2 separate regions of the Pan troglodytes genome follow, and region 2 is linked to region 1. A link is a contact called in public HiChIP or PLAC-seq data. All regions are on one chromosome and are shown on one strand. The core of a region is the stretch at or near the end of the contact, and the rest is flanking DNA. Distances in the headings are between cores, read along the strand shown.

Region 1 (5,288 bases), core at 2,776-5,275:
ATGATGGGGCTAGAGGGTTGGCATCTCACCTGGCTGGCACAAAGAACAGCACTGACTGTTTATTAGGTACTGTTTTTCTCTGCATGCAGTGGGTGGTTCTGGATGGACCTAAAAACAGAATTGTGCAATTTGAAGGGATCTTGAAATCTCCGTTGCAACTTCTTCAGCAGAAAGGTAAAAGTCATCCAGGACAGAGGCTGCAAACTGAAGTGCAAGTCAAAACAGAAAGTGGAACCTGCATGATATTTGCCATGTCTGTTTTCAAGTAAATTGTCAACTGAGCTGATTATAATCGCACCCAGAGAATCATTCTGGTATTTTTACAAAGCAATGGTACTGTCAACTCACAATATTCTCTGAACTGAACAGAATTCCTTGGGGCTTGATGCCTGAGTCATTCCTCTTCCCAAAGATCCCATAGGATATGGGGACTCCAGCAGCTCCCCTGGAGTCCTGAAGCTGGCTGACTTCAGCTGGTCCCAGTGCTGTTTGGGGCTATGTTTAGCACTTGGCCTCTTCCTCCTATTCTTCTGCTTCCCTTCCTGCTCCTTTCCAAAGCCCATCATGTTTTCTTCCTCCAACTCCTCATCATCTGTTCATCCAGCCCTTCCCTCATAAAATGCTAGAATGTAAAGCTGGAAGGGTAAACTCACACTTTCATTTTACAGATAGTTGAGACTGAGCACCAAAGAGGAGGGTCACTTGCCCAGAGTCTCACAGTGACAGAGTCCAAATGAGAACTCAGGTCTCAATGCTCCCTCTCTCCATCAACTTGTGTTTCATCTTCACCATTTTACTACATCCAGGTACCACCCATGCTATTAATTACTTATTGTTAATTTCAATACTTTTATTTTATTTTTTGAGGCAGAGTCTCGCTCCATCGCCCAGGCTGGAGTGCAGTGGCATCATCTCAGCCCACTGCAACCTCTATCTCCTGGGTTCAAGCAATTCTCCAGCCTCAGCCTCCTGAGTAGCTGGGATTACAGGTGTGTACCACTATGCTCAGCTAATTTATGTATTTTTAGTAGAGACAGGGTTTCACCATGTTGGCCAGGCTGATCTAAAACTCCTGACCTCAAGTGATCTGACTGCCTTGGCCTCCCAAAGTGCTGGGATTACAGGCACGAGCCACCGTGCCTGGCCGGTACATTTACTTTAAATGTAAACCTCACATCATTGCCAAGAGACAAGAACCAGTATCACTTCTCATAAATAAAAGGTAACCCTAAAAATAAATTCTGGGGAAACAAAACAAGGTTATTAAAACCCAGCTGGTTGTTTGCTTGTTGAAGGCCCTCCCAGGCCTGCTCTTGATTTTTGTTTTAAAAGGAGGATTAGCAAGCCTTTGAGAGGCATTAACTCTATTCTAGCTCCAGAGACTTCCTCTTTGAAAAAATGAGAAGGATTTTTAAAAGAACTGTAAAGTAAGTGTATGTTTAATTCTATGTCCATGTGCTCCTTAAAACTGTCCCACAGTTTGGGAACAGCCAGTGAAAAGAACACAAGTTTGAGAGTCAGACAGCTTTAGACTCCAGTCCTGACTTTGTAACACTTACTAGTTATTTTGCTTCTCTTAGCCTCAGTTTCTCTATCTCTAAAATGGGAATAATAATGCCTGCCCTGCAGGTTGGATTGTGAAGATAAGAAAGAATACATGTATATGGCCTAGCACAGTGTCAGGAACATAGTAGGTGCTCATTAAACGGCAATTTTAATTATCATTCATTTGTTTCTGCTTGCATGATATATGGCAAGCAGCCCGGCTACCTGGCTGGCTGTCCAGAATCCTACCTAACTGGTGGCTCTCATTCAACCTGGGTATCTCAGCAAATTACTTACAGAAATGTGTCTTACCCAAAATGGGAAAGGAAGTAGAAAAGGCTACTGCCCCCCAGCAGCTCATTGCAAGACACCATCCTGTGAACGTGGAGCTCCCACACTCCCAAAGATAGGAAAGTCCTTGATACCATCTTCAAACACATGAGAAATAAAACGCTCCCCTAAAAGTCTGTCAATCTCCAGTTCTCACTCCCCATAGTTCTGGTCCTTCTGCCACAAAACAGCTCAGGACCAGAGCTTGGAGACTCTCACTATCTGAGAGGCAGGCTCTGGAATCATGCAGATGTAGATTCACAACCAGGTTCTTCCATTAGCTAGCTATGAGACCTTTGGCAAGACAATCCCCCTTTCTGAGCCTCAATTTGCCCATCTGTATAATGGAGGAGTTGTGAGAAATCAGACAAAGAAAACAGGCAGTGTTTGGCTCAGAGCCTGACACACAAGACGCCCTCAATAGATAGCTTCTGACATTGTTGTCACAGCCCAGCCTCTACCTGGAGCCAAAGTTGGGAGTTATGAGGGCAAACTCTGCTCTTGAGAAGCCTGGATCACACCCTTCACCCCACCTCCTCTGGCTCTTTCTCCACTCCTACCACAAGGGCCCCCCTTTACCTCTTTCCAGCTCCGCCCTCCCCCTGCCTCCCTGTTCCCTAAGAGCCATTGCTTCGGGTGAAAGTGAAAGCTCTGGGACCAAAGCAGCCTCCCCACTCCCTCTCTTCCCTTGCTGCTTCCCTTGCTTTCCTTGATACCATGGGTCATTCCTGCCCAGGCTTCAGGCCGGAATCTACAGCCCTCTAAAGTAGGGGGAGGCCAGAGGGGCTGGGATGAAGGAGCCAGGTACTTGGGGGATTCCCAGCCTCCAGAATGAGGAACTACAAAAATACATTTAAACAAAAAGTGAGTCAAGTGTAGGCTTCTGAAAATCCCGGAGATATGCTTGGTTGGCTCTGAGCCCCTCTGGTGCCTGGAGAAACCCCTGGTTTCTCCAGCCCTCTGATCACCAGCCCTGGTCAGAGCCAACCAGAACTCTGGTCTCCTAACCCTTTATTGTGTCCCATAAACTGTTCATCTCCCCCAGGGGTCTCCTATGTCATCTTAAATTCAGGAGAAAAAGGCAAAGCCCTGGGGATTCCTCCTAGGTTGGAACACCCAAGATACGGTTCGGGGTGGAGGGCGATGTTAAAAGCTCCTTGCCTTCTCACAAAAGTACCTGGGCCTCTGCACCCATCTCTTGTTCCCACAAGATGCCCTGGAAGAAGGCAGCCCCAGCTGGCAAGGAGATGATAACTACTTACAGAGGCTGGCATCTGTCCACAATAAGAAGGGGACAGGAAACGGGCCAGACCCGCCCCTTCCCTTGGTCCGCCTCACTTCCCGCCCTCCGAACCCCCTACCAGTCTCTGTGTGGCCAGCCTCTGAGGCTCCCTAAACCCGTCCAGGCCGTCTAGGCACGCTTGGGCAGCCAGTGCCTTCCCTGAGCGGCCCCTGTAGGCCGCTCCCGGGACCCCAGCCCGGGAGAAGAGAGAGGCAGCCCACCCCATTCAGCCAGGTGCGGGGGCACCTTGCCCAGCTCCTACCCACCCTCCTGCCCCCACAAAAATCAGCCAGGAAGGCCTCTTCCCCGAAGTCTTCCTTCCCTTTCCTTCTCATTCCCCACTCCCAACTCCCGTCTGGTCGGGGCAAAAACAACTCACAGCGGTCAGCAAGCAGCCCCAGAGGACGCACTGCAGAGGCAGACGAACCATGGCGAGGTGAGACCAGGCGGCAGGACCACTGGGCGCCCGAGCGAGGCCTCTGCTGACTCCCCTGCCCCAGCCTTGGCCCCGCCCAGGAAAGGGGCGGGGTCTTCAAAGACCAATCGCGGTCCACCTATCGGGGGGGCGGAGCCCCCAGCAATTCACCGCGCAGGGGTTTCCCCAGAACATTCCCACAAGTCTAATTCCCCCGGGAGTTTAGGGACGCATCTTGCTGGGTACGGGAGGAGGCATGGTCCCAGAGACAGCCCTTCTTCTTTGCCCCCAGGTCCCACAAAGGCCAAGCCGAGGCGGGCTAGGAGCTAGCCTGCTTCCTGCGACCGGAGAGAGATCCCATGGGTGCTGGGGCCTGCCACAGGGACCCTCACGGTTTTCCCCTCCCTGCCCCGCTCTCCGCTGCCTCTAGGTATCCTGGCAGAACCGAAAGAGGCTCCACTGCGGAGAGTCCTGAGGAAGTTCCCCCCACACCACCACGCAGAAAACGGGAAGGCCACAGCTGGGGTATGGGGAGGCGTTTCAAGGAAGAGTTTCCCAACTCAGAATTTCGCTCTCTTTCAAAGGAAATTCCCTCGTGTGGGCGCGTCGTCTCAACTTCCCATCCATTCATCCATGCATCCATGCGTCCTCACCTCATTCCATTCCATCCCACCTCCCACCCAGCACCTGGAGACAGGCATTTATTAAGAGTGGGGCCGGGCGCGGTGGCTCACGCCTGTAATCCAGCACTTTAGGAGGCCGAGGCGGGCAGATCACTTGAGGTCAGGAGTTCGAGACCAACCTGGCCAACATAGTGAAACTCCGTCTCTACTAAAAATACAAAAATTAACCGGATGTAGTGGCGTTCGCCTGTAATCCCAGCTACTCAGGAGGCTGAGGCAGGAGAATCGCTTGAACGGCAGAGGCAGAGATTGCAATGAGCCGACATCATGCCACTGCACTCCAGCCTCGAAGGCAGAGCAAGACTCCGTCTCAAAAAAATAATAATAAATAATAAATAAAAATAAAAATAAAGGTGGGGGCCAGGCGCGGTGGCTTACGCCTGTAATCTAACACTTTGGAAGGCCAAAAAGGGAGATTGCTTGAGGCCAGGAGTTCAAGACCAGCCTGGCAACATGGCAAGACCCCCATCTCTAAAAAAAAAAAAAAAATTTAAAAGTTAGCCAGGCATGGTGGCAAACACCTGTAGTCCCAGCTACTCAGGAGGCTGAGGCAGGAGGATCGCTTGAGCTCAAGAAGTCAAGGTTGCAGTGAGCCATGATTGCAATGATTACATCACTGCACTTCAGCCTGGGCGACAGTGCAAAACCCCATCTCAAAAAAAAAAAAAAGAGCGGGCCAGCCTTTTGTGGCATCATAAAACACTTTAAGTATGTTAGGAAACTCGGGACCCTCTCATTTTGCAGAAACACACACTCACTTGTGCCTACATTTCCTGGGTTCATGAACTCTGAAGACATGCTTTTGTTTTTTTGTTTTTTGTTTCATTTTGTTTTTTGGGTGTTTGTTTGGTTTTTGGTTTTTGGGGTTTTTTTGACAGAGTCTCGCTCTGTCGCCCAGGCTGGAGTGCAGTGGCATGATCTCGGCTCACTGCAACCTCTGCCTCCTGGGTTCAAGCAATTCTCCTGCCTCAGCCTCCCGAGTAGCTGGGATTACAGGCTGGCGCCACCACGCCCAGCTAATTTTTGTATTTTT
Region 2 (5,356 bases), core at 1,118-3,617, 290 kb before region 1:
CATGCTGCTGCGCTCCAGCCCGAGTGACAGAGGGAGACTCTGTCTCAAAAACAAAAAACAAACAAAAGTCAAATGGATTAGAGAACTGAGAGGGGTAGATAATTCACTCACACAATAAGTACTTATGGAAGGCCTACTATAATTTTAAAATTTTATAATTTACAATTTATTGAGCACTTAAATGCAGACATTTTGCTAACTGTTGTATATTTACAGTGATCTCATTTCTCAAAACAATCCATTAAGGCTGGTACTGTTATTCTCCCCATTGTACACATGAGGAGACAGGCTCAGAGAGATCTAGTAACTTACCCAGGGACAAACAGCTGGTAAATAGCACAAAGGTCTGCAAGGTTACAAAGCTCAGAATCTCTACTATCCTCTCCCACGTGCCAGACACAATTGCATTTGTGTAATCATGACATTCAGCTGCAGGTACTCCTCCTATTTGATTCCAGCCTGAAAACAGGGCACCTGAACCTAGTTGCCCACTGGGAGCAGCTGAGGTGGAGGAAGAGGGATCTGGAACTCTGCACTTCTGTGCAGTCTTGGTGGAGCTGTCCATCAAGTTGCCTGCCCTCCTTAGCTAAAGTGTGGACATGTTACCTGAGCTCAGCCAATCGAACCCTTGCTCCAGGGACTTTGACTCATCAAAGAAAACTCTGGTCAAGAAAGGGAAGAAAAACATGGAATTGATTCACTTGCCTGCCTAAACTCTCAAAGCATCTCCACTTTCTGTCCTTTTCTAAGCCTGATTCTCCAGCTTCCTGTTACCTCTGTGAGTTAAACACTAGCCTGCCAATAAAATCTTTTTTGGGTAAATTTAGCCAGAATTGATTCCTAAGACTTGCAATCAAAGAACCTGCACTGGCAATATCAGGGAAAAAAAAAATGACACAGTCTTGTAAAGCTCTCAAGTGAGTGATTCATTCCTTGGATAAATGTGTTATTAAGCAGAGCCAGGACTAGGATGAAGCAAACTGAGGCACCCAGGGTACAAAATTTAAGCCTTTCTTCCTCAGTGTTGTGTGAGTGCAGGGTTGGCTCAAACAGCCCTCCCTGCTATCAAAGTTAATAATAAAAGGAACGGAGAAGATCATTTCGCTTTCACATAAGAGTATGAAGTGAGTGTCCCAAGTAGGCAGGTAGCATTTGGCACCTCCTGTGCTGTAGCTCTGTCCCCTAGCACATCATCGTCATCATCACAAGGTCAAGGCTGGGTCCAGCCAGTGAGAAGGAGGAAGAGTAACTCCTGCCAGAGCTTTAGCAATGTTAGCTATGGCTAAGCCTCAACCTCCCCAAGCCTCACTTTATTCACCTGTAAAATAGGACTAACAAAAATCATCTTTAATTCCAAGATGTTTCGAGGATCAAATGAAACAACATATTTAAAACTGCTTTGCAGACTGCGCAGTGGCCTATAAGTGGTAGTCACTACATCGTCTCTTTGCTGAGTATCAGTTTCTTTATCTGCAAAGGGACAGCTGAATACACACCTCCCAGGATTGTTGTAAGAATCTGCTAGACGAACGATTAAAGTATAAACTTTGGAATCCAACAGGCATAGGTTGGCATCTTGCTCTGCCTCTCACCAGCTGTAAGATCTCGGACCCTCTCTGAGCCTCAGTTTCCTCATCTGCAGCGAAGGGATCACGGTGCTCCCTCCATCACACGGCTGCTGTGAGCATGAAGAGAGACAGCAGGAGTGAGTCCTTGGCGCGGTGCCCGGCCTTGTTCCGATCCGCAGGTGCAGTGACGAATGCCACCTCCCACGGATCCCTTCCAACAGCACAGCTGAGTTGTACCCTTCTGCCTCTGCTCAGCGCCCACGGTCAGCCCTGGGTGCCGGTATAATTAGCTCCAACTCGGTGGTGAGCAGCGCGGCTGCTCACAGCCTCTGACACGACTGTCACCTCCCACTCAGTTCCCCAAACCACAGCTATCCCCACTGTTGAGTGTGCGGTAAGTGCCCGCTGGGCACAGGGCGGAGTGCCACCAGAGGCCCGCTTAGAGCTCACAACCTATGATTTGACACAGCGAACAAAAGCCTCTTCCTTCACTCTAGGACTGCATACCAAAAAGAAAAAAAAAGTTTGGGGGAAAAAGAAAGCTGCCTCTTGGGTTAGCTGGGAAATTACCTTCCTTCAGACCCTGTAGCCCGCAGGGGAAAGGCGTCCTGTTTCTTTAAGAGGCCTCCACTAGGGGGGCGGGGACGGCCGGCGTTTTTCCCCTCTACCGGCAGCTGTGCCCGCCCCTTCTTGAGTGACAGACAAGCAACCTAATTGAAGAAAGAGAGTTCAGCGTGACGGCGAGTCGGAGCAATAGAAGCCGGGCCCGGCCTGTGCGGGGCGGGGTCCCAAGAAGGCGGGGCGGGCGGAGGCTGGAGGAGCCGCCTAGCGGAGACCCGGGAGCGGGAGCTGGGCCTAGGTCTGCGCCCTGGTGAGTGAGGGGCGCCCTGGGGGTCGGGGCGCCGCAGGCGGTGGAGAGGGGCCCGGCCCGAAAGACGCAGGGAAGAGAGGCCGGGCCGAGCGTTGCGACTAGCGTCTGCTCCGGAGGCTGAGGGGCTGAGAGGGCGGGCCTGGGCTGGACCGCGCCGGTTCGTCAGGCCCCCGAGGGGTGGCGGCCCTGCCGGGGCCTTAGGAAGGGAGGAGAGACCGGGTCCTGGACCCAGAAGGGGCGTCGCGTGGCGGAAGAGGGCGGGCCAGGCAGTCAGGCGCGGGGGCTGGGCTGGGCAGCGGTCGGAGGGAGAAGGAGGGAGGCGTTGGGTGGGAAGGAGGGGCGGCAAGGAGAGGGCTGGGAAGAAGCCGGAGAGCGCTCGGGGCGGGCCCGCACGAGTTGAAAGCCCGGGGTCATGCTCAACCTGGACCCGGCTGCCCGCGTCCACCAGTCCGCCCCGTGGATCCTGCTGGCTCAGTAGCACCCCGGTGCATGTACTTTCCACCTCCTGCGCTCACCCTTCAGTTCAGGCCCCTCTCGCTTCCTGCCTGGGCAGTTGCAGTGTCTTAAGTGGTCTGCCCTGCGCAGGCACGGGGCCCTTCTCCTGTCGGCCTTGCACCGTGCCCAGAGAAACCTTTCCTTTTTTTTTTTTTTTTTTTTTGAAACCTTTCCGAGACGGAGTCTCGCTCTGCCGCCCAGGCTGGAGTGCAATGGCGCGATCTCGGCTCACTGCAACCTCCGCCTCCCAGGTTCCAGCTCTTCTCCTGCCTCAGCCTCCCGGGTAGCTGGGATTACGGGCGCCTGCCACCACGCCCAGCTAATTTTTGTATTTTTAGTAGAGACGGGGTTTCACCGTGTTAGGGTGGTCTCGAACTCCTGACCTCAAGTGATCCGCGTGTCTCGGCCTCCCAGAGTGCTGGGATTACAGGCGTGAGCCACCGCGCCCAGCCGAGAAATGCAGAGCAGATCTGGATACTTAGGGCATGAAACTGGCCCGGCGTCCCACCCCTTTGTAGGGTCAGATCCAGAACCTCACCCAGGCCCTGGAGATCTGGTCCCGCTGACCTCTCCCAAGTCTGTCTACTCGTCCGTCCGCTTGCTCAGTGCTCTCCACACACTGGCCTCTCTCTGTTCCTTCTACATCCCAAGCTCCTGCCTTCCTTGGGGCTTTTTATTTAGTATTCCTCCTCCCTGGTCTGCTCTTCCTCCCCTGGCTTAGTCTTGTAAACTCTTCTTCATCCTTCAGATCTCCGCTTAAGCATCACTTCTGCAGGGGAGGCATCCCTGTCCCTGCCTTTTCGACCAGTACCCCACTTTTATCACCCTGGGTACTTGTCCTTAACAATACTTGCACAACTGCAGTTTTACATTTATTTACAAAAGTATTGATATTTCTCTGTCCATCCCACCAGATTGTAAGGTCCACGAAGAAGATAGTGTCGGTTTTGCTTCATGTAGCATCTCTAGCATCTCACACAGGGCCAGGCAATATAAATATTTACCAAATAAATAGATGCAGGGTTTGAATTTGGCAAGAGGAAGGGGATGTGAATCGTGGTCACTGATGTCCTACCTGCAGGGGAATGAAACTGACATTTGGAATGCTTTTTGTGTGCCAGGCTCTATGCTAGAGTGATGCTGCTGTCTAATAGAAATGTAATGTGAGCTATAGATATAATTTTAAATTTTCTAGTAGCCACATTAAAAAATGGAACAGCTGAAATTATTTTAGTAATATATTTAACACAATATATTCCAAAATTATATTATTATAACATAATCAATATTAAAACATTATTAATGGGATATTTTACGTTCTTGCTTTTTGTACTAAGTTTTTGAAACCTGGTTTGTATTTTACACAGAGGGCAGCCTGTGCCACTTTTCAAGTGGTTAGTAACCACCTATGGCCAGGGATTGTGGTATTGGGCTGTACAGTGTCACACACTTTGTATACCCTCTAGAGTCTTTTGAGATAACTGTTGTTATCTGCACTTTACTGATATCGATAGTGAAGCTTCTAAAAGAGGTTGCCTGCCAGGGATAATTCTAGAGTTTGTAAGTGGAGGAGGTGAGATTAGGAGCCCTATCTGTTCATCTTCAGTCTGGTCTTTCTATATATCTGATGCGGACTCTAGGAGGTGCAAAGGAAGTTTGAGGGTACAGGAAGTCAGGACCAAACTTCTTTAAAAACTTCAGTGTACAACATATTCTAGCTTGTTCTGTGCTCAGATAATGTGTCCAGATGTAGCAGTACCACCTGCCAAGGTGGCCCAGCAAGAAGCATATTTGATGCAGTTGAAGAAAAGCCTGCAAGGCAAGTCCTTTGACCTGGTCACCATACCTCGGCCCAGCCTGGACTAAGTCTGGTCCCAGGACCTGGATAGAAAAAAACACATACCATGCAGCATCTCAGAGATGCTGAGAATACTAGGCTTGAGTTTATAGCCTGGCTTTTCTTTTTTTTTTTTTTTTTTTTTTTTTTTGAGATGGAGTTTTACTCTTGTCGCCCAGGCTGGAGTGCATTGGTGCCATCTCGGCTCACTGCAACCTCCACCTCCCGCGTTCAAGCGATTCTTGTGCCTCAGCCTCCTGAGCGGCTGGGATTACAGGCGCCTGCCACCGTGCCCGGCTGATTTTTGTATTTTTAGTAGAGACGGGGTTTCACCATGTTGGCCAGGCTGGTATTGAACTCCTGATCTCAAGTGACCCGCCCACCTCAGCCTCCCAAAGTTCTGAGATTACAGGCATGAGCCATGGCGCCCGGCCTACAGCCCCAGTTCAGCAATTGCTCACTGAGTATCTACCACGTGACCAGCACTGTTGTAAGCCATTTTTGGTGATTGGGCGGTGTATGTCATAGCCTTCATCTTCAGGATGCTTCAGGTATACTTGCAAAGACAAGACTGGATCACATAAA

The links. HiChIP or PLAC-seq counts read pairs in DNA pulled down with a chosen protein or histone mark.
Region 2: an H3K4me3 HiChIP or PLAC-seq map of stem cell-derived excitatory neurons shows a contact between it and region 1, with 4 times the contacts expected there. The contact joins the promoter of ELMO2 here to the promoter of CD40 in region 1. A contact is called at or near these places in 1 of 7 Hi-C or Micro-C datasets (stem cell-derived neural progenitor cells) and 1 of 1 datasets of contacts at active chromatin or transcription factors (stem cell-derived excitatory neurons).

What each region holds. Positions count from the first base shown.
Region 1 is chr21:52,381,638-52,386,925 of NHGRI_mPanTro3-v2.0_pri, reverse strand. CD40 (CD40 molecule) reads right to left here and starts at 4,025. Exons shown (of 9, transcript XM_016938026.4): 1 at 3,537-4,025; 2 at 30-108. The coding sequence starts at 3,587.
Region 2 is chr21:52,668,494-52,673,849 of NHGRI_mPanTro3-v2.0_pri, reverse strand. ELMO2 (engulfment and cell motility 2) reads left to right here and starts at 2,367. Exons shown (of 21, transcript XM_063802565.1): 1 at 2,367-2,439. It overlaps LOC134809139 (a long non-coding RNA gene), which reads right to left and starts at 2,930. Exons shown (of 3, transcript XR_010154037.1): 1 at 2,861-2,930; 2 at 2,139-2,278; 3 at 140-1,678.